Linked DNA regions of Mus musculus: all the other regions are linked to region 1. The links are chromatin contacts, called in public Hi-C, HiCAR-type, HiChIP or PLAC-seq and promoter capture Hi-C maps. All regions are on one chromosome and are shown on one strand. The core of a region is the stretch at or near the end of the contact, and the rest is flanking DNA. Distances in the headings are between cores, read along the strand shown.

Region 1 (2,827 bases), core at 118-2,617:
CGCATCCCCTCGCGCAGAAGCCCTCTCGCCACCGCCCGGTGCAGCTCGGTCCCGCCGGTCGCCAGGAGGCAGCGGCAGGCGGTACAGCAGCACGGGGACACCGTGCGGCGGGCAAGAGCGGCGAGGTGGCGGGAAGGCGGTCGCAGCGCGGCCGGCCTCTCCGGTGGGGAAGAGCTCCGGCTCCCTTTTGTTAGCAAATGCAAACACTGCCCTCTTCTTTCGCGACCGCGCCAACGCGCCCCGCACCGGGGCAGCCACACGCGGGGCTCCTGCCAAGCGCTCGGCGTCTTCAGGGAAGGCGCGGCGCTCGCCGAGCCGCCGCCACCCGGGCAGATTCTCAAGACGGCCGGCCACGCGGGGAGCGCCCCGAGGCCCGCAGGGCGCACGCCGGGCCGCAGAGGCCGCGAACGCCCCCGCCACCACCTGCGGGCCGCTTGCCCGAAGGACGCGCAGCCGGGAAATCCCGGATCCCCACTCGCGGCAGAGGCCTCGGTGGCGCGGACAACCTGCGGGCTCCAAGAGCCCTCCTGCAGCGGCGGCGACGAGCGGCCGCCCCCGAGCCGGGAACTTTCCCTGCCTGGATTCCAGCCAAGCCGACCCGCAGCCTAGCGGAGGGGGCCGAGGGGCAGCGTTCGGCTGGAGGGAAACACGAGAGGCGTGCAGAGCTCTCGGGCGGGGGACCTGGCTGCAGAGCGCGGGCAAGCCGGGAAGAGGACACGACGGTGGGGATGTCCTGGGGACCCGCGAAGGAGAAAGCTTCGGGGAATGGAGAATCGATCGGGGGGGCGAGCTGGAACGGAGGGGGCGAAAGCTTAGCCCAGGGACACAGGAGGACCTGCAAGTTCCAGGGACGAGAGCGAGTTTCGGAGGGTCCGGAAGGTTCGGGGCGCCTCCGAGGGCTCCCCTTCCCCCCACGCGCTAGCCCCCGGCCCCGAGCCCACTCCACTCAGCACCCCGCGCTACGCCAGGAAGAAGAGGTGTGGGTGCAGCCATCCCTGAGGGCGCCCATCCGCAGCCGGCGGATAGGAGAGAAGGGGCGCCGACCCCTCGGCCCCTTCCATCGCAGCCCCGACTTTCCTTGCCACGCTCCCGCCGCTTTGGATTTAGGAAGTGGGGGAAGGTTGTCATGGAAACGTCCCCCCTTCCATAGCTACGGCTCCTGGGGGTGCCCGGGGGGGTTTTCGGGACCAATCCGCGGGTGCCCACAACCTACCTGTGGGGATCAGTGCCGCGGCCGAAAGGAGCAACAGCAGGAGCCGGAGCCGGAGCCCTGGAGGCGCCGCCGCCGCCGCCACAGCCGCTGCCGCCGCACACTGGGATCCGCTCGGCAGCACAGCACTCGCCATGTCGGGCACCTGCCTCAGACTGGCGGCGGTGGCTGCCTCCCGAGCCCGAGCGGACAGCTAATGAGATGCTAATGAGATGCGCTGGAGGCGGAGTCAGGAGCGACCAATCGTGGCACCTCGAGCCCAACCCGGCTCTCCGAGAACTAGCCCCCTCCCCCACCCCGCCCCCTGGCGCTAGCGTTCGGCCGCGCGCCCGCGCCACCTAGGGGCGGGGCCGAGGGGCGGGGCCTATGCAAATATGTTTACGTTAAAATTCGGCCTCGCTTCCCCGAAGGAGGAGAACCTGTACTGGCCCGCGTCCGGCTCGGTGGCTGGGGAGGGGGTTGCGGCTTCAGGAGGCGGGTCTCTCGCTTTCGTGCACCTTTACTAGGAACCTTTACGCCACTCGCCGCGGCGGACTCCTGGTCGGAGAGTCTGACCGCGAGATTCCTGGGCCGGGGCACTGCGTGGGCATCGGCCTATCGAAGTCATACGTTACAAAATTTCCTTTCCCTCACCTTGCACGAAGGAATAAGATCTTTGGGAAACCCGGGAGTGGAGAGTGCGAATGCAGGTCCCCGGATTGACAAAACAATCTGAGAGAAGTGCATGCGTGCTTTGCACGTCCGGCGGAGCAGGAGAGCCCGCTCAACAGCCTAGCGGCAGACTAGGGGATAGTTGGAAGACTGAAGCTGTGGAGTCGGGGTTCTGGGATTTTCAAGTGGATGTTTGGCTGTAGATTCTGGGGAAAGGTAAATCAAGGTGGGTGTGCTCAGGCTTCCCAGCTTGTTGGAAGTGTCCTTCCCATGTTTAGTAGATTATAGCATATAAGTAATATGGAATATTTAAGATTACACGCACACAAAAGCAAAAAAAAAAAAAATCTACCGGTCAGGGTCGTGGGGAAGGGAATGTAGGGAACCGAGGCAGTGATAGAGTCAGTCGAGTTCCTCTTCCAGGGCTCGGTTCAATTCCCTTCTCTCCTATGCTTCCAGTCCTTTCTAAGGCATCTAGAGACCAACAGGTCCTCACTTTAGTTGTGTCTCAGAGAGGTTCTCCCGCTGACGGGACTTGCATGCATCTCTGGACACACTTCCTCCCTCCCCGAAATTATCTTTGATTTCTTTTCAACAAGGCAGCCGGCTCTCTTGTTTGTCTGCCTTTTAATTACTTATTTTCTTTCCCTCTAGAAGACCGTGTGTGCTCTGACCCTCTGTTGCTCAAGCATCAAATTGAAGGACGAGCCGTATTAAGTGTAAAGGTTTATAATAATTTAAGTATTCATAGAATGCAGAACAATAAGATGTAGGAAATACAATTTGCATAATAAATATCAATATCACAACAGCTAAAACAAACCATGACAAATTATATGTGGCTAAATGACCAAGAGATTACTGAATGTAAATTGCTGAATCTGAACTATAGTCTAGAAGAGCTGTACCAAGCCCTCTGTCCTCATGTTGCAAATAAATTAAAAATAAATAAATAAATATCAAAAG
Region 2 (2,827 bases), core at 131-2,630, 680 kb after region 1:
AGGTGTCCTTCATGACAGTGATAACGAGCTCAGAGTGATGGAGAGTTAGATTAATTTCCACCCCTGCCTTCTCTTGCTCCTGTCTCCATCTCTTCCCTGATCCCTGAACAGACTCCAGGCCCAGATCTTCCTATAATGTGTTCCTCTCTTGCTCGGGCCCCTGCTCTGTACTAACATCACAAAGGATTCCTGGAGTGACAACCACACTGCTCTGCATCTTTGTCCTCTGTTGACTGAAAGCTGAGTGGCTGGGCAGTGAAGCTGTGACCCTGAAAACTGACCACACGAGCAATGGAAGCTGAGAGTGATCTGGAAACAGTGAGCAGAGACTTCAGGGTTTTGGGTACCAAGGCTCAGCCCAGGGAACGCCCGAGGAGACTCTAAATGTACCAGATTTCCAAAAAAACCAAGCAGGGCCCAGGAAAGGAAACCCAGTCTCTTCTCTACTGGGTTCAGTCAGTCTGGGGAAACTGGATATTATGAACTGACTTTCTCTCCCAACAATGTTTTCTGTTACCATCACAACGCCCGATGGTCTCAGAACGTTATCTGTAGATGGAGACACTTTTTAGCAAGATAGTCGCACTAAAGTGAGGTCATCAGTGTGTGCCCCAACCCAGTATGACTGGCACCAAGGACTGAAGTTTTTCCCTGAAATTTTCTGATTTTGTAGCTCAGCCCTCAGAATGACCATCCTTGGAAGCAGGATCTCTGAGGAGGTGACAGAGAAGAAAGAAAGCCATGAAAGCAAGACCTTAACCTGATAGGGCTAGTTCTGGGGCTGTCCTGGAGGTTCCAAATGTCCTCCTTTCCCCGTGTGAGGACACAACGAGAAGACAGCCCTCCGAAAACAAGGACAGGCATTCCCACCTTAAGCTCAGGCTTCTCAGCCTCCCAAACTTAGAAAAATAAGCTCTTGTTGCTTAGTACATATCATCTCTGATATTTTGTTATGACAGGCTGAGCGTGCTAATATAACTAATAACCCCCCCCCCCCAAAGGAAAACTGGGACATTGCTGGCATGTGTTACCATGTCTGGTTTGTGCTCCCATAGTTTGAGAACACCCACTCTGAGGTTCTTCATACAGGTAAGGCTGGGTTGGATGGAAGACAGCCTGGGCATATTTTCTCTCATGCAACCCTTCCCTTCACTGGAAAGGTAACCCACTCCCCCACCCCGCCGTGACCCTTCTTTCCTACAGACTGAGTTCTGACACTCTGGAACTCTAAGTCTCTATCTCATTTTAGGGTGGACTCCAGACAAGACCCTATTTTGTCTTGCAAGAAGGAATCATTTTTAATCAGGCAACAGTGAGTCTGAGAGAGAAACCCATGGAGACAGTGCAGGCCTAGTGCCAGGGAGAAAGCCGGTTGCCAAAGCCCAGCTCCCTGCTTTAATTCCCTAGCTCAGAAGGGAGGGCATCTCTACCCTGCCGGAAGGGAGGAAAAAGACGGGACACTTATCAGTAGAAGCAGAAGCCTCCCAGAGGCTTGGCTGGTGCCCTGCTCTGGCAGGGCCTGTCCTAGCAGTGTAGCAAGCCAGACTGGAAATTATTGGAGGCAAAAAAAAATATGTTGGAAGCAAAGAAAGGGGAAGCCTTAAGAAAGAAAGGTGTCATGGTGGTGCCCATGGCCACCAGCTCCCAGCACTCTCCCCTCCTCTTCACCTGCTCAGCTAGTGTAGGAGGAAGGAGGGAGTCCCTGCCACGTAGTTGCAGTGGAGACTAGAGAGAGGCCTTTAGGCATAAAGAGACCTGGGGGACCATCAAAGGATGCTGGCATGGGAACAAGGGACAGAAGTGGGAAGAAACATGCTTACAAGGAGCTGTCTCCAAAGACTGCAGAGACACTTCAGAAAGCCCACCAGTCTAATTGTCCCACCTCTCCCAGAATGCATTGCCAGTGCCTCTGGGGCTCACCATTCCTACAAACTAGGGAGAGTACAACAGCCTGGACCCCCGGCCATCTGCCCTATCAGGCTGACACACTCCCCATCCATCCCTTAATATGTCTGGAGTGAGACCTGGAGACGGAACCCTGGTCCTCAACAGCAGAGGGATGTGGAGGATGGGGAAGGCTCATTAGTCACAAATCTCAGGACCATAGAACAGATCCCTTCACCATCAGATTGGATTTGGATTCTGGCAGACAAGCAGATGAGAAGATGCTAGGGCAGCTTGACAAACCCATTTGAACCAATAGACAATGGGCACTGAGAACAATCACACCCCCACTCCAGGCCCTCTTATGACAGCTTCAAATCCTCAGGGATAGATCCAGAAGGCAGACCAACACCTCAGCCAGCAGTGGCAACAGCCTGTATTTTCAGTAGACAGGCACACTGAGTTTTCTGGCCCAACAAGTGCACTGGAGATTCCAAGGCTTAGGATAGCTTTTCAAGCCGTTGTAGAAGGTGCTGAACCTTGGAGAAGGCAGAGCCTCCTTTGGATCTTAGCTCTGGGTATCACTAGCTGGTGGGATGGTCTAGTTCGGTGAATCTTTGAGCTTGTTTTCTTTCATGTTAAGAAATAGAGAACTACAGGGTCTAGTTCAAGCTTGAGGAGTGAGTTCAATATGGTCAAATGAGTCAGATATACAGCAGATGTAATGTAAATGTTCTTTTTATTGCCCCTCCAACCTCCTGGATAAGATGCCTGGGGAGGGGTTGCCCAGGCTCCGCCTTGAAGAACATCGGGATTATAGAGCCCACCTCTGTGCAAAGATGGCCATTCCATTTGGAATGATCTAGTGGTCAGAATACTGAAGTAAGTCAAAGCCAGCCTCTCCATGATGCCTCAGTGAGCAGTGTGCTTCCTCCCACCAACA
Region 3 (2,827 bases), core at 216-2,715, 690 kb before region 1:
CAGAGCCTGTGCAAGGTGCGGACCATGTGTGACACTCCTGTCACACATAGAGTTGCAGCAATCAGCACAAAGGCCGTGCTCACTCCAAAGCAATGCTTTGAATCTCAGGACTCTGATGAAGACCAGTGGAGCTCCACTTGTACATCCACGTCTCCTTCCCGCCCTTAGTCACTTCCTCTTCTCCTCCTCCCTATCTATCTATCTATCTATCTATCTATCTATCTATCTATCTATCTATCTATCTATCTATCTATCTACCTACCTACCTACCTACCTACCTACCTACCTACCTACCTACCTACCTACCTACCTACCTACCTATCTATCTATCTATCTATCTATCTATCTATCTATCTATCTATCTATCTATCTATCTACCTACCTACCTACCTACCTACCTACCTACCTACCTACCTACCTACCTACCTACCTACCTACCTATCTATCTATCTATCTATCTATCTATCTATCTATCTATCTATCTATCTATCTATCTATCTATCTAATCTATCTGTCTACCTATTTGCATGTGTGTGTGTGTGTGTGTGTGTGTGTGTGCGCGTGCGTGCGCGAGTGGGCCTGTGCGTGTGTGTGGTGGTGGAGACAGCAACAACTTGCAGAAATTGCTTCTTCTACCAAGTACATTCTAGGAATTGAACTCAGATTCAAAGTCTTGTTGGCAAGCACCTTTATCCACTGAGCCAGCTTGCTAGTCCCTCACTAGCATTCAAATGGAAAATTTAGCAACTGTAGGTTTCAAAACCAAGTGTAGAAAGGATTTCGACAGTCTCGGGACTCCCACCACCGACAAACTTGACAACCATGGCAGGTTTGCTTTGCTTTGCTTTGCTTTTCTCCCCTGTACCTCAGTAAATTCAAAGAACAGAGGTGACCTAGGGGGTGAGGGGTGGGGAAGGGTAGAGCGGGGGTGGGGTTGAGGCACTGGCCTTTAGAATAGATGGTCAACTCATGTTCAGCCATGTGAGCCGTTCCACATGTCTGAGCCATTCCAAGTTTCTGCCAGAGATAGGATCTAGGGCAAGATGACGCAAGACTCACTCATCCCAGCTTGAGTTTGTCTTGAGGGCCAGCTGCCTCAACCTGGCACCTGCAGCCTGAAGCAAGCAGCTCCTTGCTTGCTTCATACAGCAGCAGCAGCAGCAGCAGCAGCAGCAGCAGCAGCAGCAGCAGCAGCATCTCCAGGCCCCTTAAGGCACTGCCCCTCCTACTCCCTGCCACCTGGGCACCTGCAGCCCTCTAATACAGTCACTTCCTCCCAAGCCAGCCAGCCAGCTTCCCACCAGAGCTGCCTTGAAATCTGGGAGCTATTTTGAAATTTCCCTTTTTGAAAAAAAAAAAAAGTCCGAACTGATTAGTTGATAATTACATGTTGGAACATCTGCTGTGATTTGTTTTATTCTTTCTATTTTGGAAGATTGGAATACACTGAAGGTTTGCCTTCTGGAGTTGCCGGCCTGGCTCTTGGAGCGCGAGCAGCCCTCCTGCTCCCAAGCACCTGGCTCGGCCCACAGCCCAGCTCCCAGGAAAAAAAGCACAACTCTGCTGCCTGAAAGAACAGGGAGGCACTTTGAGGGTCTCTCTACCCCACCACAACCCGGGAAATGTTGAGCCTCCATTTGTCCCATGCGTCCAAAGTTTGGAGGCTCTATGAGAGCGCAGACCCAAGAGAACTGGCAGGTGTGTCGAGGCCCCGTGATGTAACCCACACCTCCAAGCAGCCATCAGTGGTGGGTGGCCCGTTGCCTTCTGGGAGTTGCTTAGATGTTGCCTGTCTCCTTAGGGTAGAGGCACCCCAGCACTGTCCAGCAGAGGCTTGTTATTGTTGGGCTGCTACTGGGGCCTGATTAGGTTTGTTCGTGTCAGAATGCTGGCACCTCAATCTGCTCTACCTCTGCACTCTGTGTTGCTGCCATCCCTGAGTGACTGCTCAGAGCCCCGAGGTGCTGCTGGCAGGGCTGAGGACTTGCATACCTGTTGTCATCTTTCGACCCAATTACTGTGTCTGAGATGCTTAGGCAGTTCTAGGGGCTTGGTGTGAGGGAGGGAGGAGGGCCAGCCAGCCCAGTTGGATCTGGAATCTACCCTCAAGGGCTCCTGTGGCTGATGAATTCCCATCCTGACTCCTCCTGCCAGCAAAATGACCTGGAAACTCCAAGACACATATACAGTATATCTCTCCCTTTGGACTTCAATGGCTCTGTAGCACCTTTATATTTAAGTCCACAGTCTTCTTTGGTATGCAGAGCTCTCCTATATATGAACCCAGCATCCCTGGACAGCCCATCTCAGACTCCAGGCTTGCTGATGGAATGCAGTTCTTTGGGCCTTCTCTCTCTCTCTCTCTCTCTCTCTCTCTCTCTCTCTCTCTCTCTCTCTCTCTCTCTCTCTCTCTCTCTCTCTCTCCCACTTCTCCCCTTACAAATGCTGTGCCTAGGGTTAGGGAAATGGCTCAGTGGGAAGAGTACTTGCTCTCCATGCATGGAAACTGGAGTTTAGCTCCCTAGCACCCATATCAAAAGCCTGGTTCGTGTGAGTGTGTGATCCCAGCACTGAAAGCAGATAGGTGGACCCCAGAGACTCACTAGCCAGCCAAGTCTACTCAAAACAGTGAGCTGCAGGCTCACTGAGAGATTCCATTTCAAAAAATGAGGTGCAGAAATGTTGTGGAAGATAGAACAACATTGAGTCTCTGGGCTCCACAGGAGTCCTCATCGGTGGATACACATGTGTACAAAGGTGTCCTCTGCTTCCTCTCTCCCTCCGTCCTTCTCTCTTCCCCTCCCTCCCTTCCCTCCTGCCTCCTCGT
Region 4 (2,827 bases), core at 147-2,646, 660 kb after region 1:
ATACAGTCCCAAGTATCTATGCATCTGATAGCCAAGAAGAGGCAGAAATACAGAGTAGTGGACAAATCTACAACCACAGCCAAGGCTTAAGCACTGAAAAAAAATTAATTTTTGTTGTGTGAACATCATAGAGTATGCTACACAAACTTTGATAGGATGGACTAATCATTCCATCTGCCAACTGACATAAGAGTTGTGATATGACCCTTATGGCGAAGGAAAATATTTCTTACTTACAATGGCACTAAAGAACACATTGGTAAATTGGATTTTACCAACACTTAAAATGTATACTTTTCAAAGACAGTTAAGAGAATGAAAGGACAAGCCATAGGCCAAGAAAATATTATCTTTATTATTATTTATCATTGTACATGTATATAACCTGTGTATATGCATGTGTGTGTGTGTGAATTCAAGCATGCATATACCATACCCATAAGTATAAGTCAGAGGACAGCCTTGGGAATCAGTCCTTGTTTCAGACAGGGTCTTGCCAGCTCCCCTCCTATTTTCCCCCGCTTTGCATGCCAGGTTAGCTGGCCTGTGATCATGCAGAAATTCCTCTGGCTGCAACTTCTCTCTCTCTGTAGGAGTGCAGGAATTATAGCCATGTGTGCTACTACATCCAGATTTATGTGGATTCGGAGGGTTCAAACTCTGGTTCTCACACTTGTATGGCAAACATTTATACACTCAGTCATCTCCCCAGTTCAAAACATTCCTAAACTACATTTCATGAAAGATTTATATCTGTAATATGCAAATGCCACTCAAAACAATAATAAGAACATAAACAATTTAATTTTAAATTGAGTTTTTAAAAAATCTGACTTTACCATAGAAGGTACATCACAGGAAAGAAGCATATGACAGATATTCAACATCGCTATTCATTAGGGAAATGCAAATGAATACTACCAGGCATACTGGTGTGCGTCTCTTGGAATGGCAAAAGTTAAGCAGCCTGAACATACCAAGTGCTGCCAAGACTGTGAATCAATTGGAATCTTCATACACTGCTGGGTAATGTAAAATGGTACGACTAATTTAGAAGGCAATATGGCATCTTTTCAGAAAGTTAAACAACTACCTAGAACGTGATCCAACCATTCCTCTCTTAGGAGTGTACGCAGGAAGAGGGGGAGGATACAGCCAGGTCTAGGCTTTCACCTAAATAAATGCTCTTAGCAACATGGATTTGAATAGGAAAAAAAACCCTGGAAATATCACATGTGTCCATCAACTGATGAATGGATAAACAAACCATGGGATATTCATGCACCAAAATACCATCAAATGAGAAGGAGTGAACCATCGATACATACTACGACACAGATGGAGCTCAAAATAATTATGCTGAGTGAAAGAAGACAAGCAAACAGAGTGCATACTGGATGCTTCCATTTATATAATTGTAGGAAATGCAAATGAGCCTGTAGTGACAGAAAGCAGATCTGGTTGCCTAGGGACTGGGGCGGGGAGCAGGAGCCAAGGATTGCAAAGGGGGTGGGCACAGAGAAAGTTTGGGGGATGATGGATATGCTCATTATCTTGAACACACATATGTCAAAACTCATCATATGATACACTTTAAATATGTTCAGTTTATTGTATGTCGATTAAGTTTTAATGAGGTGAAAGGTAAAGGCATTTGTGGAGAGGTACAGGAGCAGTAATGGAGATAATTGTTTCATCTCTTTCCTTTTCCTGATACTAATTTTCCAATCAAGGCTGGTGTGTGTGGGGAAAAGGCAGGGGTAGGGACAGGGAGGAGATTGGCTCACACGGTTATTGGAGCTGAGAGGTTCTAAGATGTCATGGTTTGAATAGGACATGCTCCCAGAAAAAGAGTGGGAATTGGTTCCAGTTGGTAGATCCAGTCGTTAAGAGGTTCTTGTATTAAGGGAGTAGGGGTACTGTGTGATCTGATCCATGGATTTATCCCTTGATGCACTCATGATGTGACAGCATTGGGCAGTGACGGAAACTTCCAGGCCTAGGTAGAGCAAGAAGATCCCTAAGGACATATCTTTGGGTGTTATATCTTATCCCAGGTACCTGTATTAACACTTTTCTCATGGCTGTCAGAAAATACATTGGGAAAGCAACTGAAGGAAGGATGTGTTGATTTTGGTTCACAGTTTGATTGCAAAATCCATCATGGCAGGGAGGTTACAGCGTGAGTGTGAGACAGCTGGTCACTTCGCCTGTACAGTCAGGAATTAGGGAGAGATTAATATTGGTGCTGAGCTTGCATCCTTTTCATTCAGTCTGGGATCCCTTCCCAGGAAATGGTATCACCCACATTTAAGGTGAGCTATTCCCCCCTCAGTTAACCTAATCTGGAAACTCCCTAAGAGGCATTCCTAGAGACTTACATCCTAGATGATTCCACGTGCTATCAAGCTAGCAATTAATATGAAGCATCACAAACTCTTTCTGTCGCTCTCCCATGAGGTGAACGGCTCACAAGTCCATAAGTCAGCGAGGTGAAGAAACAGAAAATCAATGGTGTAAGTTCCAGTCTGAGGGTAGACGGTCTATGCCTAACTCAAGATGTTCAAGCACTTGCTCTTCCTCATCAGAACTCTTGGATGGATAGTGCATGACTCATTAGGGAGACTAGTCTTTACTGCATACTAAATCAAATGCTAACCTCAACCGGGGACAGGACACACCAAACTGTCTGCACAAATATTGGTACCTCATAGCCCATTCGAGTTGACATAGGAACTTAATCATCATGCTAACAAGGGAACTCTTCAAGTACAAGGGCAGAGTTAAGAGGACATGACAAGGATGATATAGCACCATGGGATTAGTG
Region 5 (2,827 bases), core at 105-2,604, 650 kb before region 1:
TGATCCCCAGCTAGGGGGCAGTATTGGGGGTGGGGGGGTGCTGGGAACCTTAGGAGGCTGAGTTCCCTTGGCTGAAGAAGGTTATCCAAGAGTATGTCTTTTAAAGCTACCGGGAGACTTTAGTTAGTCTCCTCCTCCTCCGTCTCCCTCTTCCACCTCTTTACCATCTTCTTCTCGTTCTCCTTCCCCCTTCTCTTCTCTGACCTCTCCTCCTCTCCCACCCTCCTCTCCACCAGGATGTAAGTAAGCATCGTTGTCCTTCTTCCTATATCCCTCCTCAAAACTCCCAGCCTCAGTCCAGAGTCAAGGGACTGTGTCCTGAACCCAGGAGCCCAGACAGGCCCTTCTGAGATGTTTGGGTTGGGTATTGACTCCGGTGGCAGAAAGCTAGTGCAGCAACCTGTCGTGGTTGGAAGCATGCATGGAAGCGGACTGTAACCCAGCACACGGAGGGAAAAAGATGCACGGGGTTCTGTTTGTTTCGTTTGTAACACCCGGGAGAACTCAAGCGGCCACACAGGCTTGCCTCATAACCCCCAGTCACCTAACAACCCCATTGCCCAACAGTGTCACCCAAAGGTGTATACGTTTTTACATATGGGGCTGAGGGGGTACCCTCATGCAAACCACAGCACTCAGAGAGGTTGGAGGCAAGCACAGCGAGCATAGCGGGGGTTGTGTGTGTGGGAGGAGACCTAATGTCTCAGTCAGGCTGCAGCAGTACCAACCATAATGTGCTTGTTTGCCTCCAGGCTTTGCGACAGTGCAGATGGTCTGGAGACCTCCCCCTGCTCAGGACCCCCAGACACAGCACGGACCTGCCTTCCCCTGTAATGAGTCTCCTCTCTCTCCCACAAGAACAAACTGTAATGATGATATTTCACTCAGCAAATTCTGGAAGAGAATAGAGGTTGGTTGCCTCTTGTTTTATTATCTTAACTGCTGCATAAGTCTAAACCTTCTTAGAAGCCCCTGTGTGTAAAACCTGAGATGGAGCTGCCTCTACGGAGCCACTAGGCTCCTCTCGTGTTAATTATGTACACACTGGTGTCATTCTCAAGGCCAGACCATGGGAAGGCCATATAGCATAGGCAGGTATTTAAAAGTCAAATGCACCCCTGTCTCTCAATGGGGTAGTAAGCAAGATGTACAACGCAGATCAGAAAAATGACAAACATGCCCCAAGTTCCATAACTCCCTCCGCCTCTTCTTCCCTTTCTGGAGTTTCTCCGTCCAGCTGCAACCCCAGCAGTGAACAGACAGAGACTTCTCAGAGTTCCTGCAGGGAACTGCCGGGTACCAACTCTGCTTCAATGATCTTCCCTTTGGCAGGTTCTCAGAGGGCCTGTGCCAACACTGCAGGCTATCTGGGGAGAACACCCAGCTGGCCACCCTGAGGAACACTGCCACAGAGACACAAAGCCAGGCCCGAGCAAGCTGAGGACAGCTGTTGCAATGGTGCTTCGGGGAGTGGGGACTGACTTGTGCTCACTGTCAGCAAGGCACCGAACAGCATCTGCAACCCACAAAAAAGCCAGTGCCCAATGTAGGCAGACATGCTGCGGCTTTCTGACTCCTTCATTGTCCTCTCAGGATATGGAAAATAGATAGCCAGTGCATGCTTTCTGCCTACAGCCATGTCCTCAAATCCTCCTACCTATGGCTTTGTTCCTTGGTCATCAGGCCACTTGAGAGTTGGCACTCCCTGCATGCCTAAGTGGGGCAGCAAGGGGCATGGAGATTGGTTTTCAGGTAATTGATGTTCAAGCCAAATTTTCTACATTCTGAGACCTTCCTAGCAAACAGCACTGGGGCCCAGAGCATGGCTGAGGAAGGAACGGGGATGCTGGTGCGGCCAGAGCCCTGGTTCTGCTGTGTCTTGACCTAGGAGTGGGTACCAAAACCCCACCTGCATTCATTCGCTGCTCCCCTAGGAGAAGCCATCCAGCAATCCCACAGCTCGGCTGAAAGCAGCAGGAGAAATGTCAAATACTTCATTAAAAGCAGCAAGAGACTTCATTGTAAGCCCACGGCTCTTGCCCATCAAAGATCAGACCCGGGGATCCAAATCAGCGCTGGTTTCAATCAGAGACCAGAGACTTGAGAGGGGTCTTCGGTGTGCATCCTTTCTAAGTGCAGCAGGAAGCCCCTCTCTGGTTTCTTCTGTTTCAATCTCATTTTTATACCTTATAGAGCCCTTCAGGAACTACTGCTGGACACACACACACACACACACACACACACACACACACCCTCATTATGCTGAGGCAGGGGTACACAGTCAAGCACTTCAAAAGCTAAGCTAGGCACAGACTTGAGGTTTCAGGTTTATAGAATTCCAGGAAATGTTTGTTGTCTCTTCACCTGAGAAAGGTTAGTGTTTGGAAACAACTTTTATCTGGCCAGAGAAGAGAGAGAGAGAGAAAGAGAGAGAGAGAGAGAGAGAGAGAGAGAGAGAGACTTGGCTGAGGGAAGCGATAGAGAAAGAGGGGAATTGTTAATTTCAATTGATTTTCTGATAAGGTTTCATATCCTGAAGTGTGCTTCAAATCTGAGAAGTGACATCTGCAGAGATGCCCGTCAGTGTCTGAATCCTCCTGAATGTAATTAGATCTGAGACAAGATAGAAGACTCGCTACGGTGGCCCTTAGGGAGGAAATGGTCTTTGAAAAGAATTATGTTAATCAGGCTAGCCTTCTTCTTGCATCTGCTCCGCTGTTATTCTGGGTAAAATTAATAGGTCTAAGGAAGGGAGCCGATCATAATGACAATCTGGTCTTCACAGCAGGAGGTTTTATAAAGGAGCTGAACTGTGCCTTGTTGAGAA
Region 6 (2,827 bases), core at 117-2,616, 640 kb after region 1:
AGGGTTCAAGCCATGCTACCCTAAGCTCTACCAAAACAAGCCAAAAGAAGTTCCCTCTGACCTCCCCTTTCTCCACTGAAGAAAGGATAAAACCTAGAAAGAATTATCTGACCTTAAAGTCGATCATAAACCTTCATGTCTACCAAATACTGAAAAGGAAAAGGCTTATTCATCTCTCACAGAGGGATGCAAAATAGGCTCTGGGCGGGGCTTGCTACATTTCGGACCATTAGAGCCAGGCGTCCCACCACTCAAAGGCCAGGATTCCCAAGATGACACCTCATGGAAAGGAATCAGGCTCACTCAAGATTCGGCAACCTTGAGACAATAGAGAGGCTCTCCACTCATAGGTCTACACAAAGAGCTTTTGAAGCATAGGACAGGAGGCCCCAGACAATAAAGGGGGGATCCAGGCAGGGAGGGTCTATGGTGTGGGGGAGTTTTCCTTTTCAGAAATCTCTTTTTACTCTTTTGTTGATACGCCACTCTGGAACATTACAATGGGCTTCTAACTCCTGAAGGGGGTGAGTTCCTTTAGTGGTTCTTCAACTTGTAGGTGAGTTTCTTGCTCTCCTCTTCATTGTCTTCCTCATCCTCCCCCTTCTTTTCAGTTAAATTAACTAAAAGTGTATTGAGCAGCTTTTGCCCTAGATTTCCACAGGAAACATACACAGCCGGATAAAAGTTAACAAGAAATAATTTTCTACAAGAATGTGTATCACACATATTCCTTAGTTGCAAGTGTATGTTGTGTACAACAGAGCTCAGACATCCATAAAGATACATATTAAATACATGGGCTCTGCCTCTGTCCTTTCACCTGATCTTGAGTGTCTTAGTGTTCTATTGCCACCACAAAACATCATGATCCAAAAGCAAACTGGGGAAGCAATGGTTTATTTTATTTGGCTTCTACTTCCATATCTCTGTTCATCATGGAAGGATGAAAGTCAGGACAAGAACTCAAACAGGGAAGGACCCTGGAGGCAAGAGCTGAGACTGAGGCCACGAAGGAGGGCCGCTCACCCTGCTCTTCATGGCTTGCTCAGCCTGCTTTCTTATAGAGCCCAGGACCACCAGTCCAAGGGTGGCCCCACCCACAATGGGCAGGCCCTTCGCCATTGATCACTAATTAAGAAAATGCCTTACAGTTGGGAAGACACTGTCTCAATTGAGGTTTCCCTTCTCTCAGATTCTACCAGCCTGAGTCAAGCTGACAGAAAACCATGCAGCACAGTGAGGGACAAACCTCAGAGCAGACAGAGCCCTGTGAGAAGAAGAAAGGAAGTCTGAGACCCTGCTGCTGGTGGTGCTCAGTTCCTGCCATACCCCTAAGTGGCTTTCCCAGCAACAGCAAGGCAAACCCAGAGGCTGAGGGAGGCAGCTCCATTCAGCTCCTTTCTGGACCCATAATGGTTTCCAGCCTCTTCATTTATATGCATAATTGGCAGTTCCTTAACAGCTCATTAGGAAAGTAGGGCTCTTTGTGACCAAGAAAAGGGGAACAAATCCCTGGGGGTGGGAGTGTCCTTGAGGACTTGCTTAAGAGTCTTGGAAAGACAGGACTGATTCTCAGGGACTGAGAGCTCTAAGGAGCTCAATGCCAATCAAATAGCCCTGAACCACAACTTTGTAACGACACCCTGACAGGTTAGAGCTGCAGTTCTCAACCTGTGGGGAGTGACCCCTTTTAGGGGGATGCCTATATCCTGCATATCAGATATTTACATTTCAACTCATAACAGTAGAAAATTACAGTTATAAAGTAGCAATGAAGTAGTTTTATGGTTGGGGAGGGGGGTCACCACAACATTAGAACCCGTGTTAAAGAGTCACAGAACTAGGAAGGCTAAAAACACTGGGTTAGAACATGCATGTGTCATGGATTGGGGAAAATGGGTGTAGGCCTTGGCTAGTTCAGGGCCACCCAGACCTGGACACTCAGAGAGGTCACACTGGGTCTCCCCAGCATCAGAAGATGGTAGTTGACCCTTTATATCATGTAGAACCTCATGTCTGGGAGATGTTAATGAAAGAGGGAAACCATATGCATTCTGTGAGCACCTACTGGGCTCTGTTCATTATTCCTGTTTCATATACCAGGTTGTTCTAATCCTCACAATAGAATTCATCTACATTAACCCTCTGCATGGTTTTATTAAGAAACAAACAAACAAAAACGTAAATTAAAGCACAAGAAAACAGATTTCACTAGTTCAGCAAACTCCTCTTCCACCCGTTCGCATCTATACAATGAAAAGCCACAAGCTCTATGTTAAGTGCGAAAAGATATATGGACTTCAAATCCCACAGGAACAAAAGGGTGGTAGAGGCTGCTTCATACTAGGGAAGCCAGGGTAGGCTTGCTGGAAGACGTGGTGATTTGAACTAGGTCTCAAAGAAGTAGGATTATTCAGAAAGATAAACCAAGGGAATGGAGACAGGCTGGGGTCAGGGAAGTCTCGCCATCTTTTGGAGAGAAACTATAAATCCACACACTGGAGCAGCAGAGTGTGCATAGGTGAAGGAGCCTAAGACAAGGCTAGGAAAGGACAGAGAACGCAGCCTCTGGGAAATAAAAGCTATGTCTAGCCAGGAGAGGTAGATTTGTGCTTGACACCATGGTAGCAGTATCAGGGCTAGGGCTGGGCCTGTGATTGTTTCAAGGAAGCCGGTTTATTCTCTGGGTTAGGTGTCTTTTTACCACCACAGTAACAAACACCAGCAACAATCAAGTTATAAAGACAAAAGGTTCATTTGAGCTTCCATGAGTGGTTGGACCCATTGCTTTGGGCTGAGGACCAGGAAGCACAAATACTCTGAGTAC
Region 7 (2,827 bases), core at 229-2,728, 620 kb after region 1:
TTTCCTCCTCTCTCTCCCAGCTGCAGTCCCCTGGGAAGCAGTGACATGCTTTCCAAAATGCAATTCAAGGAAAGAAATAACAGAAGAAAATCTCTCTCTCTCTCTCTCTCTCTCTCTCTCTCTCTCTCTCTCTCTCTCTCTCACACACACACACACACACACACACACACATACACACACAGAAGCATGCATACATACATTCACATAGTGGTTCTAAAGCTGTCTGGACAGAGCTTGAGTTTATTGTGCTGGTCTTATTTCTTCTCTGGGAGAGAGGTGACTCCATGGGGGACTGACCTCATACCTTGACTTCCAGGGATGGTCAAGAAGTGAGGAGAAAATCTTCCATCCAGCCCTGGAGTTCAAGCCCAGGCAGGCTCTGAGGTATTAAGGTGGGACAAGGATTGCTTGTAGTCCCACCCATTCCTTGCAGGAATCAACCAGGCAGGGCAGGCCAGGCTCACTCATGGATTAGCCAATCTCTCTACCCTATCTTTGGGGCTCAGATCTCACAGACTGCCATTTCTCCCAGTTCCCCGGATTCATCTGATCAAGTAAACAGGTGCCCCTTTATTCTCCGTGTACAGGCTCTGTGAGCAGGCCTACATAGATATGACAGAAGCAGGGGACTTCCCAGTACCTACACAGCCTGGGAGCCTGTGCAGACCACACTTGCTTCAGACCCAGGGCCCAGGCTGGGATTGCTGCTCATCAAAGCTCTCCTCCACAAACTTGGAGCTCAAGGACCCACCAGTCAGGCCAGGTCAGGCCAGGCTATACTTAAGCCCGAAACAAATAGGCCAAGGGGAATTTCTGTGCCTACAAGTATCTCATAAGCTCAGCAGAAGCTTCTTTTACCCCTAAGCCTTTCAAGGACCCGGGCTTCACAATTCATCCCAAGGGAGAAGCGACGGTTGGAACTGTTGTATGCTTGGGCCTGGAAATGACGCTATAAGTGATCACAGCTCACTGCTCCGACCTGGTCATGGGACTTCACCCTAGAGTAAGGGGTCAATGTGAACCTTTGCTCCCTCCCTTTCACATGCCTGCACAGCATGGAGGGACCCAAAGGGCATCAGATCCAGACAGTGTGGAGAAACTGAGACCAGCAGAAGGTTTGTTCCCAGCCTGGTTGCAGGAAACAATCCCTCCCCCACCCACCCCACCCCACCCCACCCCTCCCCTCCCCCATGCCCAAGCTCTTGTGGAGCACAGTACCAAGCCTCAGACCCTCTTCCCTCAGCAGTTTCTTTCTGCCTAGTGACCTCATTGTCACTATCTCTTGCCTCTCATCTGAGAGGCATCCAAATGTCACCTCTTCTTTAGCTCCTCACCTCCATGGAGCCTCCTTCCTTTTGTCTCCCTCCCTGGCTGGCTCCTTGACCGGGAAGGGCTCTTTCTTTCTCCTCCTCTGACCTTTTCTGCTTCTCCATAGGACAAAGCTTCAGCCTGGCATGCTCCTGAAGAGAACTGGCTCTAGAAGTTCCTGTAATTGCTGTGTCCTTATTACTAGACTGTGAGGCCCCTGCTGGCCAGGACGGTCCTCCCCAGCACCCCAGCACCACTCACTTGCTGCAGATGGGCTGCTAACGAGGTGACCAATTAACAAGTGCTAAAGAACCCCCCAAAGGGTGCTTTCCACCCTGGCCTGGTTCCCAGGCCCCTTTGTTCCTCCTTGAGAATCTGTCCTCTGTGACAAGGCCACAATGCAGAGTGTTCCCAAGCCTGACCCTGTGAGAAACTGACCTACGTAAGCCCCAGTCACAAGATCCCAATTCCTCTGCATCAGGGGCCCTGGGAGCCAAAGGGATTCCTGCATCTCAAGGGTACTGACAACACCTCCCCATGCTGCTGGCTGTGTACCATGTGTTATGTAATCCCCAGGAAAACTTTCATTTGAACCTTTTTTTTTTTTAACAACTTTGGCTGAAAAAATTCAGGTGTGTCCCGTGCTGCAAGGCACAGGCATTTTTGATCTTAACACCCCTCACCCCTACCTTAAGGTCTCAAGAGACCAGTACCCCAGGCTCTGGAGCACCCTCTTGGGAAGTGTTCAAACTCCTTCCGTTCTGGTGCCTCTAATCTGATCCAGTTGGCCGTGCTGGGGAAGATGGGAACCCTGAGCCTCACAAGAACCTCATCCCAATTTCTCACCTCTCTCTCTCCCCCCCCTCTCTCTCTCTGTCCCTGTCTCTCTCTCTCTCTGTCCCTGTCTCTCTGTCTCTCTGTCTCTCTGCCTCTCTCTCTCTCTTACACCCCTATATCCCTCCCCCATCCCTCTCCCTCTCCTTTCCCTTCCCCCTCTTTTCCTTCCCCTCCCCCTCCCTCTTCACCCCCTCCCTCCACATATACACAGTTATACAAGGCTAGGCCAGAAACTTCAATAAAGCACACCTGTGTGGCCTCTTCTAGGAGTGGGGTTTGGAGAGCAGGATGGTGCTTCCCACACTGTGTCTGAGTAACTCAAGCTGTCTGTGCAGATGTCTCACCTTTAGGTACAGCTCGAGCCAGGAGTTCAGAAGGAATTCTTAAGAAAGCGCCTCCTCCTTCGTCACTCCTTTTATAAACTGTGGTATAATGTAATCAGTGAAATGAAAAGCTCTTCAGTATGCAGTGTAATGAACTCCACATGAACCTATCACCACCAGATGTACAGTCTACAGCCCTTAAGACACCCTCTGGAGCTGAGCGAGGTGGCACACACCTTTAATCCCAGCAGTCTGAGGCAGGTGGATCTCTTTGTTGGAAGTCAGCCTGGTCTACTTTCAGGACACTCAGGGATTATACAGAGAAACCTCGTCTCAAAAAAAGAAAAAAAATCAAAACA

What was found. Promoter capture Hi-C pulls out the DNA fragments that hold promoters and counts their contacts. Hi-C and Micro-C count contacts between places; a contact is called where the count stands out from the background. HiCAR-type assays count read pairs that join an accessible place to other places. HiChIP or PLAC-seq counts read pairs in DNA pulled down with a chosen protein or histone mark.
Region 2: an H3K4me3 HiChIP or PLAC-seq map of forebrain shows a contact between it and region 1, with 6 times the contacts expected there. The contact joins the enhancer-like site here to the promoter of Cadm1 in region 1. A contact is called at or near these places in 2 of 39 promoter capture datasets (hippocampal neurons and neural stem cells), 6 of 115 datasets of contacts at active chromatin or transcription factors (craniofacial prominence, embryonic basal ganglia, embryonic forebrain and 3 more) and 1 of 9 other capture datasets (liver).
Region 3: a contact with region 1 is called in a promoter capture Hi-C map of hippocampal neurons, with 3 times the contacts expected there. The contact joins the enhancer-like site here to the promoter of Cadm1 in region 1. A contact is called at or near these places in 2 of 39 promoter capture datasets (embryonic stem cells and hippocampal neurons) and 5 of 115 datasets of contacts at active chromatin or transcription factors (embryonic forebrain, embryonic hindbrain, embryonic midbrain and 2 more).
Region 4: a contact with region 1 is called in a Hi-C map of cortical neurons, with 3 times the contacts expected there. The contact joins the enhancer-like site here to the promoter of Cadm1 in region 1. A contact is called at or near these places in 1 of 39 promoter capture datasets (neural stem cells), 2 of 484 Hi-C or Micro-C datasets (both in cortical neurons) and 8 of 115 datasets of contacts at active chromatin or transcription factors (VIP interneurons, bone marrow-derived macrophages, craniofacial prominence and 5 more).
Region 5: a contact with region 1 is called in an H3K4me3 HiChIP or PLAC-seq map of forebrain, with 4 times the contacts expected there. The contact joins the enhancer-like site here to the promoter of Cadm1 in region 1. A contact is called at or near these places in 1 of 39 promoter capture datasets (hippocampal neurons) and 6 of 115 datasets of contacts at active chromatin or transcription factors (astrocytes, bone marrow-derived macrophages, embryonic forebrain and 3 more).
Region 6: an H3K4me3 HiChIP or PLAC-seq map of forebrain shows a contact between it and region 1, with 4 times the contacts expected there. The contact joins the enhancer-like site here to the promoter of Cadm1 in region 1. A contact is called at or near these places in 2 of 484 Hi-C or Micro-C datasets (embryonic stem cells and forebrain) and 10 of 115 datasets of contacts at active chromatin or transcription factors (VIP interneurons, craniofacial prominence, embryonic basal ganglia and 7 more).
Region 7: a HiCAR-type map of astrocytes shows a contact between it and region 1, with 5 times the contacts expected there. The contact joins the promoter of 2900052N01Rik here to the promoter of Cadm1 in region 1. A contact is called at or near these places in 1 of 39 promoter capture datasets (hippocampal neurons), 1 of 484 Hi-C or Micro-C datasets (cortical neurons) and 13 of 115 datasets of contacts at active chromatin or transcription factors (VIP interneurons, astrocytes, craniofacial prominence and 9 more).

Annotation. Positions count from the first base shown.
Region 1 is chr9:47,528,892-47,531,718 of GRCm38.p6, reverse strand. It overlaps Cadm1 (cell adhesion molecule 1), which reads right to left and starts at 1,367. Exons shown (of 11, transcript NM_207675.2): 1 at 1,214-1,367. The coding sequence starts at 1,346.
Region 2 is chr9:46,844,039-46,846,865 of GRCm38.p6, reverse strand. Gm39330 (a long non-coding RNA gene) reads right to left here. Exons shown (of 2, transcript XR_870714.2): 2 at 2,607-2,827. Among named protein-coding and RNA genes, the nearest start is that of Gm39330, 5.8 kb to the right of the region's middle. Within about 2 kb of position 1,380, at least 9 of the 459 cell types and tissues checked have an H3K27ac peak or open chromatin away from gene starts, as enhancers often do. A contact at or near this core is called in forebrain and hippocampal neurons, where this site is marked.
Region 3 is chr9:48,215,214-48,218,040 of GRCm38.p6, reverse strand. It overlaps a transcript of Nxpe4 not described here. Among named protein-coding and RNA genes, the nearest start is that of Gm40518, 58 kb to the right of the region's middle. Within about 2 kb of position 1,465, at least 16 of the 459 cell types and tissues checked have an H3K27ac peak or open chromatin away from gene starts, as enhancers often do. A contact at or near this core is called in forebrain and hippocampal neurons, where this site is marked.
Region 4 is chr9:46,869,975-46,872,801 of GRCm38.p6, reverse strand. No RefSeq gene overlaps it. Among named protein-coding and RNA genes, the nearest start is that of Gm39330, 32 kb to the right of the region's middle. Within about 2 kb of position 1,396, at least 17 of the 459 cell types and tissues checked have an H3K27ac peak or open chromatin away from gene starts, as enhancers often do. A contact at or near this core is called in cortical neurons and embryonic basal ganglia, where this site is marked.
Region 5 is chr9:48,183,073-48,185,899 of GRCm38.p6, reverse strand. It overlaps a transcript of Nxpe4 not described here. Among named protein-coding and RNA genes, the nearest start is that of Gm40518, 26 kb to the right of the region's middle. Within about 2 kb of position 1,354, at least 28 of the 459 cell types and tissues checked have an H3K27ac peak or open chromatin away from gene starts, as enhancers often do. A contact at or near this core is called in forebrain and hippocampal neurons, where this site is marked.
Region 6 is chr9:46,888,745-46,891,571 of GRCm38.p6, reverse strand. No RefSeq gene overlaps it. Among named protein-coding and RNA genes, the nearest start is that of 2900052N01Rik, 23 kb to the left of the region's middle. Within about 2 kb of position 1,366, at least 19 of the 459 cell types and tissues checked have an H3K27ac peak or open chromatin away from gene starts, as enhancers often do. A contact at or near this core is called in embryonic basal ganglia, embryonic stem cells and forebrain, where this site is marked.
Region 7 is chr9:46,912,254-46,915,080 of GRCm38.p6, reverse strand. 2900052N01Rik (RIKEN cDNA 2900052N01 gene) reads right to left here and starts at 1,478. Exons shown (of 4, transcript NR_015605.1): 1 at 1,335-1,478.